2 separate regions of the Drosophila melanogaster genome follow, and region 2 is linked to region 1. A link is a contact called in public Hi-C data. All regions are on one chromosome and are shown on one strand. The core of a region is the stretch at or near the end of the contact, and the rest is flanking DNA. Distances in the headings are between cores, read along the strand shown. Region 1 holds the start of Unr (Upstream of N-ras). Region 2 holds the start of Ptip (PAX transcription activation domain interacting protein).

Region 1 (4,982 bases), core at 1,739-4,238:
CACAGTGAACAATTTAAAAATATTTTTTTAATCAATATTTATCGATCGATATTAAGATATTGAACTTTATATAAGAACTAGTATGACAAATTATTAACAGGCAATGATAGTTATCAATGATATATAATACCAATTATATTAGTTCTCAAATCACTGCTATTTTTCTCACTGTGTAAGGAAGGGAGGAAGTGGTAGGGGCGTTTAATTACACGCTTACACGCAATTTCCGCTGCAAATGCCGCTGAAGGGAATGGGAATTTACTTGAGGCGGGCCCGAGACTTCTGTTTGCTTGCTTGTTTGTTTATCTCGGAATATTTGGAATATTTTACTTACTAGGGTAATTTCACTCGATTTTACCTGTCTACCTGGCTGACCTTAGGCTCCGCGGACACACAATTTATCATTATTTAACAAATAAGATTCTCAATTAAAGTCTGTGCAAATTTACAATTTGCAAACATGCAAACATCAGGGAAACTGCGTAACTAGTAAAAGGTCAGGCTTAAAGATGGCTTGTGAAATTCCAGATACGACTGAAAAACATGAAGTAAAGGTTTATATAATTAATTTATACATAGTAGCTAGAGCCTTACTTTGAAACTCTAAATGTAATTAAAATGTATTACTTTCCAACCATGCACAACTATAGAACCACCAGTCCTTAGATGTATGCATAGATTTATATTTATAGATTTATACTTATTGTTTTTTTTTTAACCAAATCTAACATCCACTTTTCTTTTTTCAAGACCACCATGTGCACTTCGACACGAACACGGTGAAGGATGACTTCGAATCGGACAGCTGTGTGACATACCAAAGGTCTGGTGACACGATTGTGGTGAGCCTGGGCTTTCTGCAGATCAGGCATCGCTATCTGATCGAACTGAAGCTGCCGACGTCGCTATTCGGCGATGCCAAGACGCTGGCCAGCAAATTTGAGCCGGTGATTAGCGCCACGCCGAGCTTGCACTGCAGGATCACGGAGTTCGAGGGCACCAAGCATGATGAGCACGACTTTTTCGAAATGAAAATCGAGTTCTTTGCCTACAAGGAGAAGCTGTTGCGCGAGGTCCTGCACATTGTCAGCTCATCGAACGCCAAGGAGCTGCTACAGCTGGTCATAGCCGCTCGGGTGTTGGGCAAGGGCAAGGGTACTCCTATGCTGCGGACTGGAATCCATTGCATCGGCGTCGAGAGGGATGACGATGAGTCGGAGGCGTCGGATTTCGCTGGCTTCGACAGCAAGCCCTAAGATGGCAACCCAATTCTCGCCTTGCCGCAACTTGTTTTCTTAGTTAATTGCAAATATCTGCATAGTTCTTAAGTGAAAGAGAAGAGAATAATATGTAACATTAGTTATTACCTACAAGTTATCGTGTACGTAAATTCATTGAGCATTTACATTTAGATTTCGGTTTCACTTTTGCTTCGTGTACTTAACATTTGTAAAATAATCGTGTACGTGTTTGTGTTACACGTGAGTGGGCGAACTGCCAAATATACTTGACATTTTTATTGATATTCAAGACCGTGTTATGTCCCAAATTCTTGATTTTGCCACTAAGATTAAAATGTTAAACAGTTTGTCTTCAAATGAATATTGAAATGTATTAAAGCCATGTAAGCTGAGGAAATTTCATGCCCTTTTAAGCAATGGACAGTTTTAATAGCCTATAGCTAAACGGGTTTTTAAAATTTTAAAATTTCGCTGTACATACATAAAGACGTATTTATTTATATTCCATATAAACTGCACCATACACAACAAATATTGTCACAAAAATATATGTTTGAAATATATCCCTAGAACAACACAGAGACCAAACTTTGGACCTTTTGCAAATGTGTATAGAAATGTAACGCAATCCAGGCAATTAAATAACCCTAAAATATGCAAAACCAGATGCAATTTAATGTGTGACCAAATCGAAGTGCTCGTAACGTAAAAATTATAAACATGATATTAAATCTTTTTAACTACAATTAGCCCGAGATTTATATTTAGCGAGGGCGTTTTGATAATCTATTCATGTTGATAACATTTTGCACTGTCGAATGTATAAAAGGCACCGTAACCAATTAACTAGATTTTGTAAATTGTAATCTTTAAAAATCTGTTCAAGGATAATCAATTTATCAGCATACATATGTATTGGATCCCATTATCATGCAAAATACCATTTAAGTTAATTATGGATTAAGCAACCAAGGAGCTGCTGAAATAAAATTCGTTAAAAGACCCAGGAAGACGTAAAACTAATGTGATTTTCTGTGGGCTGCTAAAAGGAATCTAAAAAAGGGATTTTTTGTGTTTTATGTTTTATGTGACAGAACTTCCGAAAATTAAGAATTAAACTAAGTGAATACACTTCTGCATTTTTGGGGGAATTCCAATTTTACAAAGATAATAACATATCTTCCATATTTATTTATCAGAACAAATAAAACTAGTTTCATTTTTTAAATCAATATATTGCCGCTTAATAAAAGGCGAAAAGATTTTGGGGTTGGCTTAAGTTAGAAATAGCTAGCGATGGTTCTTGTCTCGAATACGTACAGTTTAAAATTAAATATTTAGATGTAATTTTCTTAGTAATAATCCATTTAATTACATAAATTGCTTTTGTTTATTATTAAAACTAAGAATATTACATAAAAGTCACATACAATTCATATTTTATAATTTGCAGTGATAGCATAGAAAATGACATAGATGTATAACCCTGCACTTCTACTACTTTTAGACATTGCATTAAAGATAGTCCCTTTAACTGAATTAAAGTTAAATCGTTATCTTAGATAAGTTTTGATTATTTAAATATAGGAATAGAAAAGCTAAGAGATCCCTGCTCCTACTCCCATGACCACTGACGTCACAATTGTCCCTCTCTTCGCACACCTTCCAACACTGCCATCGTGCTGTCGGCAAATATGGCGCCCGCTAGCAGTTGTTGTGCTGTCGTGTGGTACGTGTGGCTGGTCCAGAAAATTCTCGTTCGCTTCAAATAGGACTATTATTTAACTCAAATTCGGAACGAAAATATGCAGAAAATGTGCCGCGAACAAAGCTGTGATGGAAAAATATGAAATGTGTTAGGGAAATTAGTTTTTAAATGGCGAATTAACGTTTTTTCGTTGCCCAGCCAGATTTTCTACGCTTCTGTGTGTGTGTGTGTGCGTTTGAGGGTACCAAATTTGCAGCCCGAAAAAAAAGTTGATGAAAATTCGTTTTTTTGCTACCAACTTGGCACTTCGGTGACTGTGCATGTGTGTGTGCAGTCTGCGGGGTTGCTAATTTTACGCTAAAAACCACAACAATAATGTGTAAAAATAGTTTACGATTGCAATTGCGTGTGCGTGTGTATGGGCGTGCATGTGTGTGTGCGTAGTAGGTTGCGCCAGTGTGTGTGCAATTTTTTCCGGCAGGCAAAAATCTCTCCATTTGCAACACTGAAAAATCGATAAAACTGCAGCAAGACTTTCGGTGTAGATTTCACTAGCCAAAAATAAAAGAAATAATAAAAAAGATGTATTAATTTTTCTTAATCGTTTCCACCTTTCTCTTTTTCTCATTCAACAGCTTTTGTAACTAAAACTCCGTTTTGACATCACTTTCATCATAATCTGAAAAAATAATAATAATATAAAAAAACAACAACAAATATGATAAAAAAATAAAAAAATCACCATCGAAAACGAATCAAAAAATAATACATACAAATATAAATCGCAAATAATTGAAAGTTACAGCAGAAATAAAAAACAACAACAACATAGCTCAAAAGGAAAAAGTCAAAGCAAAAACTTTTTAAGTTTTTTGGACTCTTCTTTGTTTTTGTTTCGTTTGCTTTGCAAAGAAAAACACACAAAACAGAAAAAACGAGAATTTTTACGCCGCCCGTCGGTGTGAGCGAGACAGACAGAGAGGGAGATAAAGCGACTGCGCAAATAAAAAAAGAAAACAAAACAACAAACAACATAAAAAACAAGCCAAGCTTGAAACGAAGACTTTCAAATAAAACAACAACAAAACCAACAACAAACCAAACAAATTGAAACGCTGTGAAATTAACTCGTCAATACTCAAAAGCACCAACAAATAAATAAACAAAAAGAAAAGCTAAAACAAAATAAAAGGCAAACCACGAAGGAGCAAGTAAAGCGGAGTTTAACAAGAAAACGGCAAAAGCACTGAAAACAAAAAAGCAACGGGAAACGAAACTAACGTGAAGTCAAAGGCAACGGCGCTGCGGCGTTCGGACTCTCGAATAAAACAAAAACAATTCAAGCAAAACCGCAAAACCTACACTTGGAAAAACGCTAAATAAATCCCAAATTCCTCATTATTTTTCCTGAAAAGCTTTAATTTAATTACGAATTTTTTGTTGTTAAGTCAGAGTGAATTCAATTTGCTAATTAATTTAAATTAAGACATCAACAACCGAGCTACAAAAGCAGCAACAACAACAAACAAACAACAACCAACAAACAACTGAATTAATGTTTTAAAGTACAAAATAACCGGGAGTAAATCAACAACAAATAATTTAAACATATTAAAAACGATTTAATTTAAAACGCAACATCAATCTAAATTATTTAACTAAACATAAAAACAAACACTGCTAGAATTTAAGTCCAAAAACAACTGATAAACGCCCACAAGGGCGAAAGGGAAGTGGGAGACAGAGCGATAAATGGAGGAGAAGCGAGGAGAGCTGAATAAAACCGATCAAGCAACAATTGTGCCGCAAAAAAAGTGTGAATAAAAAATATATACTAAAAAAATAACGGTAACAATAAAGAAAACATTTAAAACCAAAAATCTACAAGAATTCTATAAGTTTTAAGTCACGTTTTACACAGACCTACAACAACAACACCAGCAATTGAACTTAGCCAATAAATTTAATTAAAACAATAAATTAGTGAAAAAAAAATAAACGGATTAAGCCAATATATATAGAGAACGCATAAC
Region 2 (4,767 bases), core at 1,366-3,865, 5.6 Mb before region 1:
GTATTGAGCAACTGTAGTTTCGATAAACGATATGTTCCGAAATAACGCCTTCTGCTATCGAAGACAGTCTTGCGTCTGTAAAGTGATAAAATAATTTTACAATTGAGTCGCCTTGGGAATTTCAGTCACTCTCCACACACCAAATACATAGCTCGTGTAACAGCCTGATTTAGTCGAACAGCACATCATTTGCCGGAATCGTTAGCGAATAGCAGCACTCTCCGCTAAGTCGGCACGCTAATTGGCAAAACCGATTCGATTCCAGGGAAGGAGACACACTGATAGACGGGTGAAGAACAAAAGGAGAAGGAAAACAACAGTTAATCGTCAAATTTTACAGGCAAAAGGTGAGCAACTACGCCTTGCACACAAACAACCGCATCGACGAGCAAACGCACGCACACACAAGCCTTATCGCCTGCGTAGTGGTTGGTGTATATAAAAAATTAAAACAATATTTGCACATCCGATTATTACTATAATATTTCGCGTCCACATATATTAGCAAGTGTGCGTGCGCCTGCCCTGGATTTACGTGCCAGTGTTTGTGCGAGCCTAGCGCGTTTGTGTCTGTGTGTGTGTGTAATGAAATGCAATTTTCTCTTGGCATTTTGCGCGCCTCCGATTTTCGCTGCCCCTCTGCAATTCCGCCGCCTCCCCCTCCTTTTGCCATTTAAGTTCTCCCGTGTCGCCATTGTCGCACCTTGGCTAATCCCAGTACTATCACCCGTAGGCAGCACACAATGAGCTCCGCGGAAGAAAACAGCAACAGCCCGGCCACCACGCCCCAGGACACCGAGACCACCGAGCAGGCTAACCTCACGGATCTCGAGAAGATCGAGGAGGAGAAACTCAAGTCCAAGTATCCCAGCGGAATGCGCGTGCCGGGCGGACACTCGGCCTTCCTCCAGAAAAGGCTGCAGAAGGGGGTAAGTGATTAGCACAATTCGAAAACAATCAAACAATAAGTTTACTAACTTTCGGTGTTCGGGGATACCCAAACCCTGTAATATGAATATCAATTAAAAATAATAATAATAATATTATTTAGTAGTATTTAGTACCCGTTGTTTAAAGGAAAATAACAATTCATGTTTCCTCTATTCTAAGATCCATACTATTTGGCAATTGCTTTCTGAAATCAATGAAACTCAATAATCACAGCGCATAGTTTATATCAACTTGATGATCTGGTAAACGAAATCAGATTGTTACATTAAGTTTGCATTTGGAAGATATCTCCGTTTTAGTTCTAAAAAGCTATTTGATTATATAAGAGAAATCTAATATGTATTCCTTCATATCCTTCCCACAGCAAAAGTTCTTCGACTCGGGCGATTACCAGATGGCCAAGCAGAAGGGTGGCGGCGTCAAGCAGGTCTTTGCCAACAAGGTGACCACCGGGGAGGCCATTCCCACGCCCGAAACCGTGCCGGCGCGCAAGACTTCGATCATCCAACCCTGTAACAAGTTCCCGGCGACGAGCTAATTTACTCACCACTCAACACTCACCTCTACTGTATCCACAACCTCAAGTGCAGCCAGTTCTCCGTTCCCCACTTCAAATGCTCTATACCTAATTTTAATGAAAAACCTAATGCTAAGATGGCTGCTGCCGGATTGTGCGGGCATTTCGCGACAGTTTAAACTGAAATTCTAGCACCATGTTCCGTGTTTCCCCCGTTAAATTCAATCGCCATCCGCACTGGCCAATCAATCTCAAGATCAACTCATCAGTCCATCTCTCAGGCCGGGGAAGCGAAGATGGCGAGCCGAGCAGCGCGAAATTTATTGCAACAGTTATATATATCTCTATCTTTGTAACATTAAACTAACTTACCCTCGTCGTACATAGTTGTAAGTATTACGAGCATAATAAATTTAAGTTGGAGCAGCCAGCCACACACACACACACGTTCTCGTACATTACTGGGATTCCATCAAAAGTTTTTAAAAGTTCACCATGTTCTATGGAAAATGTTTTTATATTTTTTTTTTTGCATTCATTCTATAAGCAGTTGACGGAATTTCACCAACTAATTGATAATAACATAGGTACTGCTGCTTGCAGAGCTAAATTTTTGATGCAAAAACCAAACAGTCGAGTTAAAATGAATTTGTAAATCAAGCAGAGCTAAAATAAATGTATGTACGTATACTTATAAATGTGTTGATTTCCTGGGGCGCTAACCCAACAACTGAATCGGAAATGTGCCATACAAATGTTTACTTAAATTATAAGTGCCCGGAGTGGAGTCTAATTAACTAGGAAACGTTCCTTCGAGCGGTGTGGTATGGTAATTGGTTGTTCAAATTGGACGGGAACGAAATGAAATCACCAAAATAGGTGGGAAATACACAATATTTAATACAAATAGATGGGTTCATATATTTTCATACGAACATCGTGTTTTAGTTAAAAGTTAATCGAACTTGCAAAGTGAGTTTTAGGCCCAATTAAAAAAGTTTTAACCAATAAAATCGCTTTTTGGACCACAGTACAAATGAAATCAATCAAATATCCAAGTTTTCCACCAATCGATACCAGCAGATTAAGCATCCATATTGCCACACTTCTGGAACTATCGATAGTATCGCATAAACAGTGTTTTGTACCAACTCTAGGCGGAAGGCGCAGCGGTGATAAAAGAGAAAAAGTGATCTTTAAATGCAATTTTTCGGTTCCAAATTGCATTTGTTATGTGCTACGCGATAAGCACCGCATCGCACACCGTTTTTCGAAGTTCGCAAATGGCCAAGATCAGCGGAAAGACGAGAAAACACGCTGCAATGTAGATGCCCACGAGCAGCCGCGGCAGCAGCAATAACAAAAGCAAAAGTGAAATTAGCGCCGCCAGAGAAGTGCAAGTGGTCAAACAAACGGCGGCGCCATGGAGAACCTCAAGATAAGCGACAAACTGTTCGAGGATGTGATATACTTTGTGCTGGGAAATCTGGACGAGGAGGTAAAAAGCTGCAAAGCGAATCTTTCGTTTGCTGTTGCTGTACTTGCATTGTGCGTACGTGTGTGTGTGTTTGTGTGAGCGGGTGTGCGTGCGTCTCACAGGGTGGGTTGGAGCGCGGGCGGACAGGGTAACCCGGGCACCTTGGCAAATGCGCGCCATAAAAGTTGCCGGCAAATTGCCGTGTTTGTGTGTTTGTGTACTGGAGTTTGTATTGGTGCTAAATCAACTGATTTTTGTTTTGGTTCTCCTCTACCAACGGAAGCAACATATTTGGCACCCTTGAAAAAAGAATTCTTATTTGGTCACATACATATATCTTTTATATATACTGTTTAAATCAAGTAATGTAATAAATAATTATTATGCCTTTGCCTTGCAGATCGAACGCTTTCTTAAGAGCGGTGGCGCTCAATCGAAACTGTTCCTGTCGGACCAAATCACCCACATGATATGCGCCACCAACTACAACGAGGAGGAGCTGTCCATGAACCTGGACCTCTACAGTGCAATTCCCGTAACGGAGCAATGGATCGTGCACAGCGCCAAGCTAGGCCGAATGGCCTCGACACGGGCTTTCGACCCGAGTCCGAATCAAATGCGGTTGATGCGCGGCATTCGGGTGGCCATCACCAATGTAGTGGCAGGGGATCGAAGGCGTCTTTACGCCATGCTGACATACCACGGTGCCGTAGTCACGCACAGCTTTGGGGCCACCAACACGCATCTGGTGTGCGGTGCAGCCAACGGTGGCATCTACAACAAGGCGCTGGCCCTGCCCAAGAATGCCATCATTATTGTGACGCCCGACTGGGTGACAGATAGCCTTAAGTACAAAAACTGCATGCCCGTGGAGACGTATCATCCGAGACTGCTGAAGCCCATTGAAAAGCAGCGAACACAAAAGCAGCAGGCTACGCAGCAGCAACAAATTCAGCAGCAGCAGCAATTGCAGCACCAACACCAGATGCAGCAACAACAGCAGCAGCAGCAGCAGCAGCAACAACAACAACAACAACAACAACAACAACAACAACAACAACAACAACAACAGCAGCAGCAGCAGCAGCAGCAACATCAACAGCAGATTATCCAGCAACAGGCAACGGCTACTTCTGCCCTATCTGACATCCTTGGCTTTGGCGAGGACAGCGTAGCTGCCAAGAGCATCGCTAGCATTAAGTCTCAGCTGCAGGCTTCAGCTGAACAAATACAGCAGCAACAGCTGCCCGTACCCGCACAGCAGCAGGTGGTCTTTGTGCGCCCACAGCCACAACCCCAACAGCCAGCACAACAATCCCCTCACCAGTTACAGCAAGGTGGTCCTCAAGCACCTACTCCTGCACCACACCCGCAGCATCAACAACAATTAATAATTCAGCAGCAGAAGATTATCCCCGCCAACCTGCAGCAGCAACCACAAAACCAGCAGCAAATCAAAAATATCCTACAGCAGAGACAAATGAAAACAACGCAGCAGTCTCAGCAACAGCAACAAATCCAAATGCAACTAATGCAGCAGGAGCAACAGCCGCATCCTCAACCACTTCAACAGCAGCTTGCGCAACAACACCCGCAACAAATCGCACAGCAACTTCCACAGCAACTTTCTCAACAACATCCACAACAAATTCCTCAGCAACAGCAGTCGCCCCGACTGCCAACGACTCCAACAGGCCGGCAGACACCACGTACACCATCTACAACGCCGCAGCCCGTGCAATCCCCTCAGCACCACCAGCAGATAGTTCAACAGCAACAGGTGGTGCAGCAACAAGTGGGCCAGCAGCAAACGATGGTACAG

The links. A called contact is a pair of places that touch in the nucleus more often than the background predicts.
Region 2: a Hi-C map of the Kc167 cell line shows a contact between it and region 1, with 3 times the contacts expected there. A contact is called at or near these places in 15 of 107 Hi-C or Micro-C datasets (the Kc167 cell line, the ML-DmBG3-c2 cell line, the PNm cell line and 6 more).

What each region holds. Positions count from the first base shown.
Region 1 is chr3L:8,440,321-8,445,302 of dm6, reverse strand. It overlaps Unr (Upstream of N-ras), which reads left to right and starts at 2,988. Exons shown (of 11, transcript NM_001259740.2): 1 at 2,988-3,096; 2 at 3,585-4,982. It overlaps CG6983, which reads left to right. Exons shown (of 2, transcript NM_001300055.1): 2 at 751-2,261. The coding sequence ends at 1,256.
Region 2 is chr3L:14,026,969-14,031,735 of dm6, reverse strand. It overlaps Ptip (PAX transcription activation domain interacting protein), which reads left to right and starts at 2,615. Exons shown (of 7, transcript NM_168571.3): 1 at 2,615-2,966; 2 at 3,346-4,767. The coding sequence starts at 2,892. endos (endosulfine) reads left to right here and starts at 30. Exons shown (of 3, transcript NM_001274891.1): 1 at 30-347; 2 at 734-929; 3 at 1,316-2,157. The coding sequence starts at 744. The coding sequence ends at 1,489. It overlaps CG6650, which reads right to left and starts at 286. Exons shown (of 6, transcript NM_140428.4): 1 at 141-286; 2 at 1-75.